Regions from separate parts of the Pan troglodytes genome. Here regions 1 and 3 are each linked to region 2. A link is a contact called in public HiChIP or PLAC-seq data. All regions are on one chromosome and are shown on one strand. Each heading gives the region's core, a stretch centred on a gene start, on an enhancer-like site or on the middle of the called end of the contact. The rest is flanking DNA. Distances are from core to core; before and after follow the strand shown. Region 1 holds the start of TOMM40L (translocase of outer mitochondrial membrane 40 like). Region 2 holds the start of DUSP12 (dual specificity phosphatase 12). Region 3 holds the start of NDUFS2 (NADH:ubiquinone oxidoreductase core subunit S2).

Region 1 (2,746 bases), core at 121-2,620, 620 kb after region 2:
CGCATGGAGGTGATATCCCGGCAAGCCCAGGGCACTCATGTGTATAGTGTGCGCCACCTGAGGAAAAGAGGATTCAGTGGAGAAAAGCGCATTCCTGCTCCACTTCAATCCCTCATCCCACCCTTAGTCTTTTCCCCATCCAGAGGGCCTCTCAAGAATCCTAAATATTCCAACATATACAGAGAAGGTCATCAGATTAAAAGCAACAAGTCCCACAGGCACGGAGGTAAAGAGAACCCCATATCCTCCCTCATTTGTCCCACATAGACTGGCTAGGGCTGGAGTACAAAGGAAAGGAGAAGATGATCCAGGGACAGGAAAGGGGGAATAGTAAGGAGGGGCCAGAGAAGTGGGAGCACCTGGAAATGGCTGCTCAGAACCTTGTTGACAACGAGCTTCACGCCCTCCATCTGTGCTGGGAATACATCTGAAGGGGGTAGGGGAAGGGAAGGAATAAGCACAGACAAAGAACCCCTATCCCAAAAGATAGTCTCCCCTTTCAATCCCATAGGGAACACTTTGGAGGAATTAACCTCCTTTCAAGTCCTGCAATGAAATGCTCCACTTCATTTGGGCACCTGATCCTCCCTGAGGCTGCATGACCCAGCTATGATCTCCCCTTTCCTGCTCCCATCGCCAGACATCCGGCATTCAAGACCCTCCACTCCTCTGCCCCTTCATCCTGAGACACCCAAGTGCCAAGTTCTCACCTTTGCATAGCCGGTGCAGCTCATCGAAGCTCCCAGGGTTGGGCAGGGGTTCCTCTCGGCGGGGGCTCCGGCGGGGCAAAGTCCCCATTGGTGCCAGGCCCAATGTGTTCCCCATTTTAGTCCAGAGGACTGGGAAGGGCCGAGGTTAGCCTGTGAAAGGACGCTATTGCCCCTTTACCCCCCAACGGGCCCCACCCCCCATTATCCGGCTCCCCAGCCTCAGAAACTTCCACATGGTCCGACGCTACACCTGGAACAGGAAGAGTAGGGAAGGAGAGCACTCATGGAGAGACAACCCTAGGCACACTCCCGCCCCATCTTTGATCTCTCACCCCCACTTGTCACCCTTGTCCTCTCTCCCTTTCTCTGATCCTAGCCCCCACCACAGACTTCACCTAGCTCCCTAGCCTCTCTATTCTTCATTCCCAGGCCCCAAGACCAGGCCTGCAATGGTGCAGTATCCCTTACCATCTCAGACCATCATGCTGCCCCTTTCCCCCCGGCACACCCCGGTCATCTTGATGGGGGCAGCCATCTTGAGTGATGGCAGAACTGCAGCTTCACGCTGCATTCTTAGCGTGGCCGTAAGCGCCATCTTTGAATCTGGCAAAGAAAGCTGTCAAAGACCCAACCCAACCCTGATTGGGCCCCGCCCAATCAATGAAAAAAAAAAAAAAAGCCTCCTATTTACCATGGGCCAATGGGAAGGGAGGAAGAAAATGAGTGGCAGGTCTGACGGCCCAAGAGCTTCAACCCTGGAGCTGCAGAGGCGGGCAGGACTTGAAGTGGAAGGCTTTAGATCACTAGGCCTCTCCAAGGTCGGAAAAAAACTTGTGAGCGTGCAAGACACTAGAGGGAGCATCTTGTAGCTTGGGCCACTGAAGCTCCTTCCACCCATGTAGTTTCATCCATCAGAAAAGTGAAACTACAGCTTGTAGACTGGCATAGTGTGAAGGGTGGCAGAAAGAACGATTATGAAGACTTCTTTGGAACCCTGGTTCATTTCTTTCGCTCCCTTCTCTCCAAAGAACCCATGGGAAATCCTCCTCACAGCCCTCCACAGCGCACCTCCAAATGAGTACTACTCATTAAGCGCAGCACTCCCTAGAACAGGGACCCACCCTTCTCTTCTGGAGGTCTACATCTCTCGAAGTCCCCGCTCTTGACCACTTGGTGGAATGGAAACGGGTGTGAGAGTTTGGCGCAGAGGAGTAAGTTCTAGCAGAACTATTCGCTGAAACAGCTGCTTTCTGTATTTAACCCTTCCTTCCCTGAGTTCCAAGGCAGAGTTGGCAAATAAAATCTAGGAATATGGAGCCTGGCCCCCAAAAGCACTCCATCCCAGGACCAAGGACAAGCCAAAGGGCTGACCTCAAGCACTAAGCGCTCCACAGGGGAATAATTGAAAATGGAGTAAGAGTTCTTGGTCTTGGAGGGTGAAGGGTGGGAGGAGGGAGAAGATCAAGAAAAATAACTAATGGATATTAGGCTTAATACCTGGGTGATGAAATAATCTGTACAACAAATCCCCATGACACAAGTTTACGTGTGTAACAAACTTGCATATATAGGCCAGGCGCGGTGGCTCATGCCTGTAATCCTAGCACTTTGGGAGGCCGAGGCGGGCAGATCACCTGAGGTCGGGAGTTCAAGACCAGCCTGACCAACATGGAGAAACCCCGTCTCTACTAAAAATACAAAATTACCCGGGCGTGGTGGCGCATGCCTGTAATCCCAGCTACTTGGGATGCTGAGGCAGGAGAATCGCTTGAACCCAGGAGGTGGAGGTTGCAGTGAGCCGAGATCATGCCATTACGCTCCAGCCTGAGCAACAAGAGCAAAACTCCGTCTCAGGAAAACAAACAAACAAAAAAACCTGCACATACACTTCTGAATTTAAAACAAAAGTTAAAAAACAAAGATTTCTTGGTCTCTGGTCACTACCTCCCTCATTAGCTCTGCGCCTCCACTCTCACCCTCAGGAATGTTCCACATACTCAGCGAGTATGCTTGGGGGGCAAAAGGGTGAAAGATAC
Region 2 (2,700 bases), core at 181-2,680:
TGTTAGCACGGCCGTGATGCCCGCTTCCCTCAGGTGATCTGGCTCCGCGACGGCCGCGGCCCCACCGAAATACAATCCTGGCTGCACTTCCAGCATCTGCCCGGCGCAGCTGACTCTGCTGGCGCTGGGGTTGCTGAGCTCGCAGCCATCACTCGGGCCCGGAGCCTCCAACATGGCCGCGCCCAGAGACAAGGCGGCTTCCTGCCCTACCATCGAGTAGACTCCGGCTAGAACATCCTTCCCCTGGGACTCGCCAGCCTCGGCGGCTCTGCTGCTCCCTCGGAGGACCACGTCGGCCGCAGGAATCTGGACTTATCGCTGAGGGGCGGAGCTTCGGCCCCATTCAGCGCGGCCTTTCCACCCTTGTTCCCTCTGACCCCTACCCCCAAAGTTGATGGTAAAGGATAAGCTTCCCCAAATACAGGGTTTCTCGAGCTCTTAGTATTGAAATTTTCAGGAAAGAGACATCAGGAGCAGCTGAACTCAAATGTGAAATAAAGGTCGCACCAGCTGAATCAGAAGCATCATTTTATGCATTTGAAGTAAAATTTTTTTCAATATTATGGAGCCATCTTTACTGTGCATTTCATGATTATTTTTCCTTTTTCTGCCCAATTTCATTATTGGGGTGTGAATCCTTGTTGATGTTTACTGTCTATTTATTTTGAAGATACTAATCCTATATTTTTGTAAGTCAATGTCCTCCAGCCAGGACTACAAGAAACCAACTTTAATTAAGCAAGTTGGTTTTATTACTCAGTCATGAGTTATGGAGAATTTCAGGGCATCTCAGCACGAGGATGTTAGGAAGATCCTATACAGATTTTGGGCTTTTATTTGGGGATTTTGGAAAGGGTTGAAGGAAGCAGGCTTTGCTCCAGACTGAATGCTGCAGGAAGATACTCAGTACAGTGAGTATATTTTATATATCTTTTGTATAGGGAGGACAGGTGAGAGAGATACTAAAGCTGTAATTGGTCAAGAAGTAGCAGCTATAGTACTGGTATAAAGATAGATACATCGACCTGTCTCTATTCTGGAACAGAACAAACCCTTGCGTGTGGAGTCCTAATTAGGGAAAAGGAGTCAGGCTGGCTGGACGAAGGGAAGCAAAAGGAGAAAGCAGACAAGCCATAAGTCTGCCTTTCTTCGTGGTCCAGGACACATAGCCCTGCTGTGCAAATAACTCACAATCTGCCTGTGCCCAGCCATCACCAGACCCTCAGCTGATAGAAAAATGGAAGTTAGTTCACTGCAACCCTGGCATTATTAGTACTGCACAAAGCCCTCTTCCACCCACAACATAAGCACCATTCTACAAAATCCCCAGCAAGCCTTTGTTTCCTAGCTGTCAGCTTCTCTCTTGCTGACCTGCCTGTTGCACCCTTGCAATGTATTTTCATACTTTATCTAATAAACCTGCCTTTCTTTACCTACAACTGTGTTGGTAAATTCTTCCTACCACCCACGTCACCAGCCCAGAAAGCTGCTAATCACCTGCAACACTGCATATATGTTAGAATAATCTTCAAAAAGAGTGCCAAGACCACACAATGGAAAAAGGACAATCTCCTCAACAGTGTTGGGAAAAACTAGATATCCACATGCAAAAGAATGAAGATGGACCTTTACCTTGGACCATATACAAAAAATAACTCCAAATAGATTAAAGACCTAAAAATATAACATTCTTAGTAGAAAACATAGGGGGAAAGCTTCATGGCCTTGGATTTGATAAAAATGTTGAAACAGGTAAGGGTTAATGGTCTCATTGTCTAAGGTGTTATCCGAACTTGTCTAACGACCGAGAAAATTAAGGAGCATGGGCACAAAGAGTGAGGTTGAAGCAAAAGTTTAATAAGCAAAAGAAGAAAGCTCTCCACAGCAGAGAGGGGAGCCCAAGTGGGGTGCCATTTTTACAGCTGAATTCAAAACCTATTATAAGAAACTCCTCTCATCTCTATAGTTGTTTGAGTAACTTCTCTTATGAATAAATCTGTCTGTGCAACTTCCCTTATCTTCTGCCGATGTGGGTATGTCTCTAGGCAAGCACAAAGCGTGGGTTCTCTTGTTTGTATCACTGTAGGTTTGTTTTAGGTAAGCCCCCCTCCTTCCTGTGCAAGTTCCCACGGAGTCCACTGTGTATATACCTGAAAAGGGGAGGAAAGTTTTTCCTGGGAGCTCGCCAATTACACGAAGAATGAAAAGCGTCTGTGCTGGACCCTACCTGCTTATCTGTGCAGGTGCAGCCTGAGTTTTGCCTAAGCTGCTCTATTTTGTTTGTAGCTGTGATTTTTCAGGCAGACTGCTTCTTCAAGGGCTAGCCTTAGCTGTCTACCTAACTGATTTTTCCTTTTCTTCTCCCTCAATTTTTTGGATAAAATACCAAAAGCACAGGCAACAAAAGCGAAAATAGACAAATGGGACTATATCAAACTTTAAAGTGTCTGCATATCAAGCAAAACAGTCAATAGAGAGAAAAGGAATTTGTATGGAATGGGAAAAAATAATTGCAAAGCATATATCTGATACGTTAATATGCAGAACATATAAAAAACTCCTACAACTCGACAACAGAAAAACAAGTAACCCAATTTTCAAAAAACTGGGTAAACGACCAGAATAGACATTCCTCCAAAGAAGATATACAAGAGGCCAAAAAGCACAGGAAAAGATGCTCAAATTGCTAATCATTAGAGA
Region 3 (2,700 bases), core at 32-2,531, 640 kb after region 2:
GAGCCACTTTCACACCACTGCACTCCAGCCAGGGAGACAGAGGGAAACCCTGTCTCAAAAAAAGAAAAGGAAATCAGCTGGGGGCAGGGATGGGTGTGGGTTGGGACAGCAACTCTGGTCACTCACCATTCCAAGGTGGAGGCTTCCAGTGGGCTGTTTCTTTGCTTGGGTACATAACAGCTCCCCCAAACTGCTGTGCCCATTCCACATCTGGCTGCCACTGCCGAACACCTCTGAGGAGTTAAAGACAGATCCTAGACAAAGGGCCTGAACAGTGTTTGGTTCCTGTGTTCCCATTCACTCTCAAGGGGACCCAGGAAGGATGTCCTGTTTTTTTGTTTTGTTTTGTTTTTTGTTTTTTTTGAGACTGGGTTTCACTCTTGTTGCCCATACTGGAGGGCAATGGTGTGATTTTGGCTCACTGAAACCTCTGCCTCCCGGGTTCAAGCGATTCTCCTGCTTCAGCCTCCCAAGTAGCTGAGATTACAGGCATGCGCCACCAAACCCGGCTAATTTTGTATTTTTTTAAAGACGGGGGTTTCTCCATTTTGGTCAGGATGGTCTCGAACTCCCGACCTCAGATGATCTGACCGCCTAGGCCTCCCAAAGTGCTGGGATTACAGGTGTGAGCCACCGCGCCCAGCCAATGTCCTGGATTTTTTAATGCCAAGTCACTGATCTGAAGTTAATGTAGCTTCGGCAAAATAAGCTGGAACTCTAGAGGTTCCATTCCTACTAACAAATTATTCCTGGAATAACTCCACCCATCACCCCTGGGCATGCAAGGTTGGGATCCTAGCTTCTTCATATTTTCATCGTATTGATATTATCAACCAGGTGAATATGAACGTGAGAAAAGTGTTTGTTCAAGGTCAACGACAGAGAGAGCGAGCATTCTGGCTCTTTGGCTGAGCTCTACTCAGGTATGACAGGAGAGGTGCATTCAAATTACTGAAGCTAAAAAGCAGAGTCTCCCACTCCGCTGATTTCACCTCGGCACGAACGAACTCTAGACCCTCTCCCCTCCCTCGCCAGAGTGGGCGCCACTGCATCCCGTAGCCCAAGAAATCAGGGATGGACAATGGGGTCACAGGCTTGGGTTATTATTTTCTGGGGGAGTAAAGCGTCCCCAACCTGAGAAACCCTAGCCTTGGAGAAAGTGTGTCGAGAGCTGCCCTCGATCTCACCTGCTGGGCTGAATCGGCAATCGGACTCCAGCCCCAGGCCGCAGCACCTGGGCCGCGACGCCCCGAAAGCCGCACAAAGCCCTCAGCGCCGCCATCTTACTCCGGCTGCAGACTGCGGGAAGGAGAACCGGGCGGAAGTAACTCCAGCGCGCCTCCTTCTTGGCTTCTCACCTATTCGCACAGTGAAGCCGCCCTCTTGGAAGCTGGCAGGGTCGTTTACCGTCGAACTGACAACATCCGGGTCCTGTGACTCGGCTTCACTTGCGTTTAGATAACAGTGACTGCGGTCATCTTTACTGAGGGCGGTTCCTCCCACAGCTCCTGGCTGGCTTTTCTAGGAGCGAGCAAGGGAAAATTGCCGTTCCTGCGTGGGGCAGATACTTCGTGTTCTCTCGCCGAGCCCGCCTGCGTATCTTGGAAACGCGCGGCGCTTCCTTCCCTACTCCCTTCCGCCTTGGCCGCCCTCATGCTTTAGTCCTGCTCTCGGATTGTATCTGAGCCCTGCCCTTATAGGGTAGCCCCAGGCTTTGCCAATTACTTTCCCATCACTGAATCCAAAAGACAGGAGTTGGGAAAGCCAGCTAATTTCCAGATGTCATAAATTGAGATTGGAGAAAGAAGCCTAAGTGGGGCTGGGCGGGTCTGAGAGCTCCCGCCAAACCAAAACAAAAAAGAATAGGATGCCAAGGCCGCCGGCATTGGTGGTGCGGAGGGGAGTGTCGGGGTGTGTAGGAGCCACCTCATCCCAGATGGGGGAGTGGAGGTCCACTGTGGGTGACCCTGACATCCTCCGGGCTTCCCGAACCTACAGAATCACAGACCCAGGAAGCGCCCTTAGAGATGCCTCACACCCCACTTCCGTCTTGCGTCAGCCTCTTTTCCCTAACGTCTTTCTGACCCTGCTATAGCCCTCCTGGGTAATGGCCAACAGCATGGAAATGTAGTAGCACCAGGAGTCTGATCACAATTCTGTATGGACAAAGATTCTTCCAGCCTTAGAGGCTAGTTCCTGTTTTCTCCCTCTGCCTCTAAGCCCAACTCCAGCTGGGCCACCCACCCGTAGAGTTTGTACAACTCTCCAACTCTGAGCCTGGAAAGAGGCCTTCCCCAGATATCCCCTAGACAGGATCCCAGGGACACAGCCCACCAGCAGCGCAGCAGGGTGAGGCAGACAGACCAGGAAGCAGAGATGGTGGAATTCTTCACTGCAGAGAAAGAGGGGAAAGCCAGACTTCTGGCCTGGGAATTGACCTAATGGGAACTGTACCAAAGGGTGGGGCCAGATCCTTAGCTGTGGGAACTGACCAGGACCTGGGCTAGACAAGGCAGCTGCCACAGAGCCAGGGCAGAGGTTTGGTCCCTCTGTTGTCCTCATTCCTTGCTCTTTCCCTGGGCCTTCTTTCTATTGTTGAAACACAGCAAATGTGGCCATGGTGGTGGGGGATGGGAAGGACTGCATTTATTTGCCTTGATCCAGCCTGGGAGAAGTCAGGATAGACTCTGGGCTGCTTGG

The links. HiChIP or PLAC-seq counts read pairs in DNA pulled down with a chosen protein or histone mark.
Region 1: a contact with region 2 is called in an H3K4me3 HiChIP or PLAC-seq map of stem cell-derived excitatory neurons, with 6 times the contacts expected there. The contact joins the promoter of TOMM40L here to the promoter of DUSP12 in region 2. A contact is called at or near these places in 1 of 7 Hi-C or Micro-C datasets (stem cell-derived neural progenitor cells) and 1 of 1 datasets of contacts at active chromatin or transcription factors (stem cell-derived excitatory neurons).
Region 3: an H3K4me3 HiChIP or PLAC-seq map of stem cell-derived excitatory neurons shows a contact between it and region 2, with 5 times the contacts expected there. The contact joins the promoter of NDUFS2 here to the promoter of DUSP12 in region 2. A contact is called at or near these places in 1 of 7 Hi-C or Micro-C datasets (stem cell-derived neural progenitor cells) and 1 of 1 datasets of contacts at active chromatin or transcription factors (stem cell-derived excitatory neurons).

The regions. Positions count from the first base shown.
Region 1 is chr1:87,991,728-87,994,473 of NHGRI_mPanTro3-v2.0_pri, forward strand. It overlaps TOMM40L (translocase of outer mitochondrial membrane 40 like), which reads right to left and starts at 1,371. Exons shown (of 10, transcript XM_001173832.7): 1 at 1,179-1,371; 2 at 711-960; 3 at 360-427; 4 at 1-57. The coding sequence starts at 825.
Region 2 is chr1:87,374,153-87,376,852 of NHGRI_mPanTro3-v2.0_pri, forward strand. DUSP12 (dual specificity phosphatase 12) reads right to left here and starts at 1,431. Exons shown (of 6, transcript XM_514446.6): 1 at 1-1,431. The coding sequence starts at 213.
Region 3 is chr1:88,015,428-88,018,127 of NHGRI_mPanTro3-v2.0_pri, forward strand. It overlaps NDUFS2 (NADH:ubiquinone oxidoreductase core subunit S2), which reads right to left and starts at 1,282. Exons shown (of 14, transcript NM_001071826.1): 1 at 1,188-1,282; 2 at 127-233. The coding sequence starts at 1,282.